2 separate regions of the Macaca mulatta genome follow, and region 1 is linked to region 2. A link is a contact called in public Hi-C data. All regions are on one chromosome and are shown on one strand. Each heading gives the region's core, a stretch centred on a gene start, on an enhancer-like site or on the middle of the called end of the contact. The rest is flanking DNA. Distances are from core to core; before and after follow the strand shown. Region 1 holds the start of GRHPR (glyoxylate and hydroxypyruvate reductase). Region 2 holds the start of ZBTB5 (zinc finger and BTB domain containing 5).

What was found. A called contact is a pair of places that touch in the nucleus more often than the background predicts.
Region 1: a Hi-C map of liver shows a contact between it and region 2, with 2.3 times the contacts expected there. The contact joins the promoter of GRHPR here to the promoter of ZBTB5 in region 2. A contact is called at or near these places in 2 of 14 Hi-C or Micro-C datasets (blood and liver).

What each region holds. Positions count from the first base shown.
Region 1 is chr15:62,191,417-62,197,185 of T2T-MMU8v2.0, forward strand. It overlaps GRHPR (glyoxylate and hydroxypyruvate reductase), which reads right to left and starts at 2,760. Exons shown (of 11, transcript XR_013404679.1): 1 at 2,625-2,760; 2 at 2,002-2,094; 3 at 531-661.
Region 2 is chr15:62,132,249-62,137,876 of T2T-MMU8v2.0, forward strand. ZBTB5 (zinc finger and BTB domain containing 5) reads left to right here and starts at 2,791. Exons shown (of 2, transcript NM_001261623.1): 1 at 2,791-2,890.

The DNA of each region.
Region 1 (5,769 bases), core at 1,510-4,009, 59 kb after region 2:
AGGGCACGGGGTGACTCAGCACTGACTCACAAGGGTCCCTTCCCATCTGGCAGCCCAAGTCTGAACCTTTTCTCAAAACTGTCACAACAGCCTCGCAGGGGGAGGCTGATCCTTCCGCGGGCTGAGAGCCATGGCTGCGGCTGCGGGAGGACATCCCGCTGGAGCTCGGCGCTGAGCTGGGTCCTCCCTCACACGACGCACAGGCCCAGAATGGCCAGGGTCTTGCCGGAGGTCACAGAGCAAGGTTGTGGCAGGGCTGGAGAACCCAGGGCCTTGGATGCTCTTCCCCACACCCACAGTCTCCACACCACGGTCTTTGCCTTCCCAGGGCCCCCCGCCAAGGGGTTCACAGCAGGAGGGAGGGGCAGGGCCTGTGCCAGAGCAAGCTATCTGCCCGCTTAGGCCTGGTATCGCAGGAACCGCCCTCAGAACCCAGACAGCACTGCAGAGCAGCCCAGGAGCCAGCGGCGCAGGCTGAGGGGCCCACAGGGCCAAGCCACCCTCGAGTCCCCTGCCCACCCAGCGCGCACCTGCGGCATCCAGGATCCTCTTGTCCACACGGTCAGAGAGGAGGCAGAGCAGGCCGTGGGCCCCCGCCACACCTCGCTCCAGCTCCTTGACGGGGATGGGCTCATCCGAGTCCCACTGCTCCACCTCACAGCTGCGGGGAAAGGGAGGCCCTCAGGAGAAGCAGGAGCCGCACACCTGTCCCCACCCCTCCCAGCTGGGAACCCTGGCCTCTGATGGCCCTGGCCTCAGGCTGCCCGGGGCTGGCTGAGGGGAGGCAGGGTCAGGCAGGGGTGGCCTCAGAACTGTCCCGAGAGAACAGGTGACAGGTGAAGGGCTAAAGGGCCCCCGAGCAGAGCCTAAGCTGCAAGGGGAAGGCATGGGGACAGCTCTCAGGTCAGCACAGAGAAGAGCTTTCCCACACTCACAAGGGCTGGGCGGCCAAGCAGGCAGCCAACTGCAGGGAAGGCCCGTGAGGGGCAGGGTGTGCCTCAGGTGGGGGCCTGGATTCAATGGCCTGTTGCATCTCTTCCTGTCCGTGGAGTCCATGAAATAGAAAACTCTCATAGTTGGACTGGGCCAGGACAGATAAGGTCAAGGCCACCCAACGCTTCCACGGCAGCTCACGGGAACCGGATATTTGTCCCAGTGGTGCACCATGGAATTCAGTACAGCCAGCACGTGTGGAGCCTCTATGCGGCAGGACACAGGATAGCTACTCGCACCTCCTGACCGAGCCCGGGCCACGGACCACTTCATCCACCTCCCCATGAGCAGGATACAGTGTGAGCTACTGTTACCACGAGCGCGGCTGCTGCCTTCCGCCTTCTGCTCTACAAAGTGGGTCCTTGGCAAAGGTTTTGTTGCAGTGAACAAAATGTGAAAATCTCATCTGCCCCTAGAACTGCCTGCTGAGGCGGGGTTGCATCCTCTTCCTATCTAACATTGGAAACACAAATCTGATCAAATGCAGTGATCAGACAGCAGTCAGATGCAGAACTCCCAGGAGTTCCTCCACTTGGGAGCTGCGTGGCTTTGGGAAGGAACTTAACCCTAAGACCAGCCTCCAGTTTTTAATTAGTTTTTAACAGTGCTGCCAGGATTAAAAGTTTATGTATATGAAGCACCTGGTAAGGTTGGCCCACAAAAAGGGTTCCATTTAGCAAGGGTGGGCCAGGTGCAGTGATTCATGCCTGTAATCCCAGAACTTTGGGAGGCTGAGGTGGGAGGATCCCTTCGTACAGGAGTTGAAAACCAGCCTGGGCAACACAGTGAGACCCTCGTCTCTGCTTAGCCAGGCATGGTGGTGCATGCCTGTAGTAGTCCCAGCTACTTGGAAGGCTGAGGTGGAAGTATCGCTTGAGTCCAGGAGGTTGAGGCTGCAGTGAGGTATAATTGCGCCACTGCACTCTAGCCTGGATGAGAGTGAGACCCTGTCTTAAAAATAAATAAATTAATTAAAAGGGTCCTCAGGCCGGTCATGGTGACTCACACCTGTAATTCCAAACTTTGGGAAGCTGAGGCAGGAGGATCGCTTGAGCCCAGGAATTTGAGACCATCCGGAGCAACAGAGTGAGACCCCCATCTCTACAAAAAAATCAGAAAATTAGCCGGTGGTGATTGTTTGCACCTGTAGTCCCAGCTGCACGGGAGGCTCAGGTGGGAGAACTAATTGGGCCCAAGAAGTCGAGGCTGCAGTGAGCCACGAGCGATCAAGCCATTGCACTCCAGCCGGTGCAGCAGAGTGACTCTGTCTCAAAAAAATAAATAAATAAAGATAAGTAAATATAAAGAAAAAGAGTCATCAAAGGCTCCTGCCAAACGTCCGAGGGGCCAGGTCAGTGACCGCCACATCCCTGACCCCACGTGCCCTGCGGGAGCGTGGAGAATTAGCCTGGACCTTGCCTCAGGGGCAATCTCCCCCTCTCCAAAGCCGGAACTGCAGGTCCCAGCGTCGTCTTAAGAGTCCTGGAGAGAACTGGGCCCCAGAGAACTTTCTCCGAGCCTCCCCAAAACTCCAAGCCCGCCCCAGCCAGCCACAAGGCCCAAACGCCCCGCCCGGCTCTCCGGTCCCCGGGAGCGCCCCGCCCCTCCCCCACGGGGCCCGGGGCTCTTACTCTGCCGCCCGGGCGAGCGCGGCCCTGCCCTCGGGGGGTATCCTGCGGGTGACGAACACCTTCATGAGTAGCACCGGTCTCATCCGCCGTGCAGCCGCCGACTCAGACCTGGCAGGACGGAATCTGACCCCGGAATGGACCTGGGCCGGGGCTGGGCCAGGCTGGAGTGGGCGGGAGAAACGCCGCGCGACGTGCGCAGGGGGGTGTGGCTTCGCCTGCGGGAGTGCGCGGTTGCGGCTGGGCTGTGACTGCGCGTGCTCGGGGAGTGAGCCACAGTGACCCTACACGGTGTCCTTGTGTGGGGGGGAGCGGGGGGTGTGCGCCTCGTGCCACTGGGGAATCAGGGCCCCGGGGGAGAGGGAGCAGTATCTTCTCCAAGGCCTCATGGGACCCCTAGTTTCTGTACACGCTCAGTATCCTGTTTCCACAGGCTCAGGCCTTAAGAGACTGAAAGCCCCTACTTTTTCTGTGTCTTGGGTTGGCCCAGGGTGGAAACCCAGGTTCCAGGCTGTGAGGAAGTCCAGGACACACAGAGAGGTCATGTGTAGGTGTTCAGGCCAACAGCACAGCCGGGGGCCCAGCTGACAGCCAGCTCAATGACCAGAGGTATGAGTGAGGAAGCCTTCCGATGACTCCAGGCCAACTCCTATGTGACTACAGCTACAAACGCACGAAAGAGCCTTTAGGATAATCACTGGCTGAGCCCAGAGCCCAGTCAACCCCGGAACCATAAAAGATGATAATGCACTGACTGCTGTTGCTCTCAGTCGTTCAATTTTGGAGTAATTCTTTATGCAGCAATAAATAACTGATACACTATGTGTGCGAAACCCAGAAGCCGTAAGAATACAACTAATTCTCCATTAAAAAATTAACCGTACCATCCTGAATGCATCTAATCTTGGAAACTAAGCCTGGTTAGGGCTTGTATGGGAGACTGCCTGGAAATACCAGGTGCTACAGGCTTATGTTTATCTAAAAAAAAAAAGTAATAACAACAAAATCATAAGACAACAAACCGGGAAAAATACCATATATTTGCAACTCATTTTATAGACAAGGGGTTAATTTCCTTATTGTACAAATAGTTCCTAAGACAAAGATGCCCAGCTTATCTGAATATGCAAAGGATACCAATGGACAGTTTACAGAAAAGGAAATGGCTTTTAAATGTATAGCCAGGCACGATGGCTCATGCCTGTAATGCCAACACTTTAGGAGGCCGAGGCAGGCAGATCACTTGAGGTCAGGAGTTTGAGACCAGCCTGGCCAACATGGTGAAACTCTGTCTATACTGAAAATACAAAAATTAGGCGGGCGTGGTGGTACATGCCTGTAATTCCAGCTACTCAGGAGGCTGAGGCAGGAAAATTCCTCGAGTCCAGGAGATGGAGGTTGCACTGAACCGAGATCCCACCACTGCACACTCCAGCCTGGGTGACAGAGCGAGACTCTGTCTAAAAAAAAAAAAAAAAAAAAAAGTGAAAAGTGCTCAACTTGACTCAAAAAAGAACTGCATATTAAAATTACAGCAAGATACCAATGTAAAAAATAATACATTGGGGAAACAGGTGCTTTCATACGTTGCTGGTAGGAGTATAAATCAAGCAACTTCAATAAAGAACGTTTGGCAGTAGCTATCAAAATTTAGACTGCACATCTTTTTTGACCCAGAAATTTTGCTTTTAGGAATTTACCTTACAGACGTATTCACACATGTGCAAAATGCTGTCTGCCAAAGGCTCTTCATTGTGGCATTGTTGGAATAGTAAAATATGGGAAACAACCTAAAGGTCCATTCATAGGGGACTGTTCATTACATATGCTTCATTCCTACAGTGAAATATTCTGCATCAATCAAAAGAGTGAGGCAGCCCTGTGCGTACCAGTGTGGAATGATCTCCAAGATGTACTGTCCAGTGAGAAAACAGGGTGATGCAAAGTGCATATGTTACCATTTATAGGAGAAAGTATATGCCTTTTTTTTTTTTTTTTTTTTTTTTTTTTGAGACAGGGTCTCAGTCTATCTAGGCTGGAGTGCGGTGGTGCGAACTTGGCTCACTGCAACCTCCACCTCCTGGGCTCCAGTGATCCTCCCACCTCAGCCTCCTGAGCAGCTGGGACCACAGGCACGCGCCACCACACCCAGCTAATTTTTTGTATTTTTCGCACAGACAGGGTTTCACTATGTTGACTAGGCTGGTCTCGAACTCCTGGACTCAAAGCAATCCACTTCCAAAGTTCTGGGATTACAGGCGTGAGCCACGACACCTGATCACCCATTCCTGTGTGTTAAATATCCCTGGAAAGATGTACAAGAAACATCTTTCTTGTTTCTTTGGGAACAGGCCGGGCACAGTGGCTCATGGTTTGTAATTCCAGCACTTTGGGAGGCTGAGTCAGGAGCATTGCTCAAGCCCAGGAGTTTGAGACAAGCCTGGGCAACATAGTGAGACCCTGTCTCTAAAAAAAAAAAAAAAATTGTTTTTAATTACCCAGGCGTAGTGGTGTGCACCTGTAGTCCCTGTTACTTGGGAAACTGAAGTAGGAAGATTGCTTGAGCCTGGGAAGCTGGGGCTGCAGTGAACTGTGATCGTGCCACTGCACTCCAGCCTGGGCAACAGAGTGAGACCCTGTCTCTAACAAAAAAAAAAAAAAAAAAAGGAAAAAAGAAATAAAAAGAAAGAAGAAAGAAGAAACTGGGGACAGTGGCTGTCTCTGGGGAGAAGAACTGGTGAAGGGGGACAGAGTAAGAGACACAATTTTCACCCTTTGGGAGTGAATTTATTGTGCATTTATTATCTATTCTCAAAATAAAGAAAACATTCATTTAAAAATAGCACTTGGCCAGGCACAGTGGCTCATACCTGTAATCCCAGCACTTTGGGAGGCTGAGGCGGGTGGATCACCTGAGCTTAGGAGTTCGATACCAGCCTGGCCAACATGGTGAAACCCCATCTGTATTAAAAACACAAAAAAATTAGCCGGGCGCGTGGCAGGTACCTGTAATCCAAACTACTCAGGAGGCTGAGGCAGGAGAATCGCTTGAACCCAGGAGGTGGAAGTTGCAGTGAGCCAAGATCACACCACTTCACTCCAGCCTGGGTGACAGAGTGAGACTCCATCTCAAAAACAACAACAACAA
Region 2 (5,628 bases), core at 1,541-4,040:
CAGGCGTGAGCCACCATGCCCGGCCTAAGGAGGCCCTCTTAAAACGTCTCACCACCACCTCCACTCCTTCCCTGAATGACATTATGAACATTTGATAGTATCCTTTCACACTCAGCCAGCCATACATTCATAAACTTTTATGTGTACCTCCGCATGCAGGTACCTGTATGTATGTATGTATGTATGTAAGTGTGTGTGTATATATGTATTTATTTTTCTGAGATGGAGTCTTGCTCTGTCCTCCAGGCTGGAGTGCAATGGCGAGATCTCGGCTCACTGCAACCTCTTTCTCTCTGGTTCAAGTGATTCTCCTGCCTCAGCCTCACGAGTAGCTGGGATTACAGGCGCCCGCCACCATGCCCAGCTAATTTTTGTATTTTGTTAGTAGAGATAGGGTTTCGCCATGTTGGACAGGCTGGCCTCGAACTCCTGACCTCATGATCCACCCTCCTCGGCCTCCCAAAGTGTTAGGATTACAGGTGTGAGCCACCGCGCCTGGCCGCAGGATTTTATTACTTTCGTTTTGCATCTATGGGAGCCTTAGTCATGAAGGAGTCACGATACTTACCAAATTTTTGTAATCTTTAGTTGCACATTTAGGTTTGTTCTCCACTCCCCCTCTCCCCCCACCCCCGCCCCTTGTACTAACAAAGCTGTGGTAAAGAGCCTTGGGTTTATTATTCCACATCTTTGTATTTGGGTAGCATATATTTCTAGAAAGGAATTGCCAGCTAGAAGGGAACAAACGCATGTTTTAAATTTTGATAGATACTACGAAGTGATAGTCAAACAGGGCATCAGTGATACTCCCGACCGCAATATAGCAGGTGTCCACTTCCACACACTCCTAAGTTCTGAATATACAATTTTAAAAAGTTTTGTGAGCCTGTAAATCTGAGTAATCTAGGTCATGGCATTTACCTTTGAGAGCCACATACGCAAAAGAATCTCTCCTATTGCCTGGCTTACTGTCATCATTCCATATTTTCTTTATTTTACCAATGAATCTGGCAGTAAAATATGTGTGATGGCTATAGAGTGTCAGCGAATCTTAAGGAAAAGAATTAAACATCAGACTCCACCGAGGCCTTCAAGAAATCCATGCAAACAGGTTGCTTTTTGATATCAACACATCCGACCGGTAACTGAAGGGATGCAATCAGCTGTAGGGGTATCCGGTGTGTTCAATTCTGTAAAGCGGAGAGTTCCTCCCCCTGCCTCTCGCAACGAAATCTCACTCTGTGGCCTAGGCTGGAGTGCAGCGGCGCGATCTCGGCTTACTGCAACCTCCGCCTCCCGGGTTCAAGTGATTCTCCTGCCTCAGCCTCCCGAGTAGCTGGCTGGGATTACAGGCGCCCGCCACCTAATTCTTGCATTTTTAGTAGAGACGGGGTTTCACCATATTGGCCAGGCTGGTCTCAAACTCCTGACCTCAGGCCATCTGCCCGCCTCAGCCTTCCCAATTGCTGCGATTATAGGCGTGAGCCATCGCGCCTGGCCAGGAGTTCCATTTTTATGGGAGCTCCTCCAAGACCCTTAACCCCCACCCCCAGAACACAGCCATGTTCGCGAGCCTGCCTTTGTCTCCAGAGCCAAGCAGCGCTCCCAGACAAGCTGCACAGGAGAAGGGAGCTTTTTTCTGCCGTCCTCACCCGAAGAAAGGGGGCTTCTTCCCTGGCCCCTGTGCCCGATGCTGAGGGCTCGGGTTCTCTCTCCCAGTGTGCACCTAGAAACCCGAGCGTCGCCGCGGCGCTCGGACTTTTCAGATCGCGTCTCATACAAGTACGCGACCCTTCCACGTTTGGGACATGAATGGGAGAGCTTAGCGCTTCCTATTTTGTTTTTTGGGGTGCGGGTGATTATGAATCTGGGCACGGAGACGACAGGCTTATATGACCTGCGGCCCAGTGCGGGGCCAGGCGCCAGGCTCCTGTGGCGCCACCGTTTCCAGACGCGCAGCCACCCGGCTGGACGAGGGGCGGGGTCCGACCTTTTTTGTTCGCCGTTTTTACCCTGGACTTCGGCTTAGTTCAACCTAAAGAGCCTCTTGGAATCTTATCTTTCCCAACATCCATGAAGTGGGAACTCAAATCTCCAACCCCGTACTTGTGTGTGTTCAGCGAAGGGAATTGACCCCGGGAGAAGAGCCCTGGGTCACTAAAGGGCCGGGCACCACGTGGGTGGAAAAATCCTTCAGGACCAGCCAATGGCGGTAAGGCTGCCCTGAGGGCCCGCCTCTCGGGCGCCCTCAGACTTCACGCAGTCGTTGTTATGATTGGCGGAATTAGGCGGAAAGCCCGCTTGCCTAAACCACAGAGGGTTTTGATTGGTTGCAGCGAACAGCTGCATTTCTATAGTCCAAACCTGGAGCGGTTTAGTGATAAATCCCGCCCTAAAAGGCATTTGTTAACCGTTGTACGTGTTGTAAGGCAAAGGGTGATTGGTCAGAGAGCTCACGGAATCAATCGGTAGTAAACACAACCAGACTCCAGGGACCGTGGATTGGTCAGTTTTTCTGGGGGCCAAAGAAATTCCTCCGGGTTCCGCGCGCCGGCTGGCTGCACTCCTACCCCGGCCCCGCCCTCCCCGTTGCTGATTGGTTGTAACCCCACCGGGGGAGGAGGAAAAGGGCGGAGTAGGCGCTCTTGCATTACGTCACTTCCGTTTATCCTCAGGCGCCGCCGCGGTGTTCTCGGAGTGCCGCGGCGAACTGGCTGAAGGAGCTAGGGTACTAGAGGCGGGGTGGGAGGGGGGCGGGCGGAAGGGGGAGGAAGTCCCATAACGGAGACGCAGGTCTGGACGTTCCCACCTCCTCTGACACTGCCGAGTCCGATCGGAGAGGGGTCACCGCCTCCTTCAGCGAGGAGGAGGGGGGCGGAGCCCGGCTCAGGTGAGGAGACCCCGTCAGGGAGTGTCGTGATGGCGGGCGCGCTCACGTGGGGAAGGTTGAGCACCAGGGGCGCGCCAAGGCGTCGCGGAGCTCGCAGACGTGTACTGGTGCCCCCAGCCTACCCTGACTGTGTTCCTGAGGGGGCATTGTTACCGTCAGAGCGAAGGGGCCAGGCGCGTTCTTCTGCGCAGGCGTCCCCGGTGTCCCGACGCCAGGCTGTCTGCAGGCTGGGGCGGGAGCTGGTACCCCTGCGGATCTCTGGCTGGCTACGTAGGTTCCCGAATGGGGTGGGAAAGGCCTCAGGCCCAACGGCCTGGTGGAATGAAGAGAGGATCTGCTGCCTTGCGGGATGGGGTCGGACGGCTCCCTTGCCCCCATCCTGGGTCTTCTTGAGCGACGAGGTTTGATTTCACCAGAGCAAGGCCATAGGCAAACTGCCATCGGGAGCCGGCGGCCGATCCTGGAGGGGTGGAGCCAGTGTTTTGGAATGCACCAACTTGTTAAGAGAGGACTGAAGTGTTTAATAGGCATTTATTGAATGCCCACTACTCCCAGGCTTCGTGCGAGGAGCTGTGGGGGATGCGGTGGTTAGACACTGCTGTCCCATGTTCTCCTGTTTGGAGGACAGATTTGTATGTCAATAATAAAAGGCAGTGAATTAAGGGGAGTTGAAGGTTAGTTTTTTCCTTTAAAAACGGCCATTTTTTAATTAAGTCAGCATTCTGGCATAGTGAAGGGTACTATGGAAACTAATTTTCTGAACAGAAGACAAATCCTAAATAATTTGGAGGAAAAAATTTAGGTGAAAGCACAGTAAAGTCTTGATTCCTAAGTAGTAGTCTCTGACTCTAGTTAACTTGAATAGAAGAAACTCTTCACCTTCAAAAATTGAAGCAAAAAATATTCCAAAGCATATTCTCTTATTTTTCACTTGTATTAAGTAGAAGACGTTACAGGCTTTTCTTTAGAAGTTGAAGAGAATGCTGTGCCTTAGTCATTATTGGTAATTTGTTGTGCTAGTATGGGCTGTTGTGCCTTAGATGTAAAAGGCTGGGTAGAACTTGCTTTTCATTTGCCTAAACTCTTGTGATATCTGTGGTGACGGTGGTTGGCAGTAAGCTAATAGTTCAGAGGGAAAAGACCAGACGGGAAGAAGAGAAGGATTTTAGAGAAAAGCCCCTAAGCCAAAGGAAACCGTTCACTGTTCCTTTTAACCCTTCTGGAAATCTCATCAAATTTGGGAAGATTGACCTGGCCACCACAGCCAGCTTGGTGACCTTACAGGTAAGACTGCCTGGGTGGGGACCTGTTCTGGGCCCTTGGGTTTTGCTGAATAAGCAGACTCTTTTTTTGAGGAGTCCTGAAGTCAACCTGTTTACTAGAGATTTGCACCTTTCCCTAAAAGTTGTGTCAAAACTTTTAGTTAGCTGAAGATGCTGGATTTTGGTTAATTGATATGTCTGTAGCAAAATTCTGAAAATGGTAAGATTTGGAGGAAAGGCATCTTACAAGCTTAAGAGTGAACGCTCTCAAAAGAGACTCACAAGACTGTCCCCAAAGTGGAAGTAATAAAAAATCACTAGGATATCAAATAGTAGTTAAAGAACTCAGCATGAATTATATCAAATTGGAGACTTAAAAAAATCTTGTGTTCAGTGAATTTGACAAAACCTGGTGTAGTGCTGACAGAGAATTTTGAATCTGGCTCACATTCGTTTTGGAAATGGAAAAAAGAACCCAAGGTATTGATTCTATGTTAGGTTTCAACTTTTTTTTTTTTTTTTTTTTTTTTGAGAAGGAGTCTCGCTCTGTCGCCCAGGCTGGAGTGCTATGGCCGGATCTCGGCTCACTGCAAGCTCCGCCTCCCGGGTTCACGCCATTCTCCTGCCTCAGCCTCCCGAGTAGCTGGGACTACCGACGCCCGCCACCTCGCCCAGCTAGTTTTTTGTATTTTTTAGTAGAGAGGGGGTTTCACCGTGTTAGCCAGGATGGTCTCGATCTCCTGACCTCGATCCGCCCGTCTCGGCCTCCCAAAGTGCTGGGATTACAGGCTTGAGCCACCGCGCCCGGCCTCAACTTTTTTTTTCATGTGAATTAATTTTAAATACTTTCCCTCTGTCAGTTTTAAGGATGTGATTTTTCTTTTACTGTATGTAATATTTCTCAAATATGGATGTTGTCTAGTAGAGCCAGTTTTGTTAGCGTAGCGGGTGGGATGGAATGTAGCACTACACTGCCTTTTGTCTAAGTGTGAAGTGAACTTCTCATCTTCTAAAAGACTAGCTGTTTCTGAGTGAACTATTGTTCTTTACATATGTTTTCATCATTTTCACCACTGAATAGTGGCTTTTAATTTCAAGATCCAGTTTTGGAGGTGCCTTTCATTTTATTAGTTATACATATATTTCCTAAAAGCTTTGATTTATCTTGACATCCCAAACAGATTAGGAACTGTGTTGGACTACTTATTATAATAGATATTCTTACTCTCCAAGATTATTTTATTGGTGATGTTGGATTTTTCTTAACCACTTTGCCAACAGGAGTGATGCGCCACCCACCACCCTCCACCCACTCGGACCACTTGTGTTACAGCTTGTACCCGCATTTAGTGGTTCCCAAACCCTTGTCCCTTGTTCAAGAAGAATGAGGTTACTCTGACAATTCGAAGGGTGAGGAGGGCAGAGAAGAATTTTATTGAGTGCCTCAGAGAAGAGGACATTCAGGGGTGGTCCCCC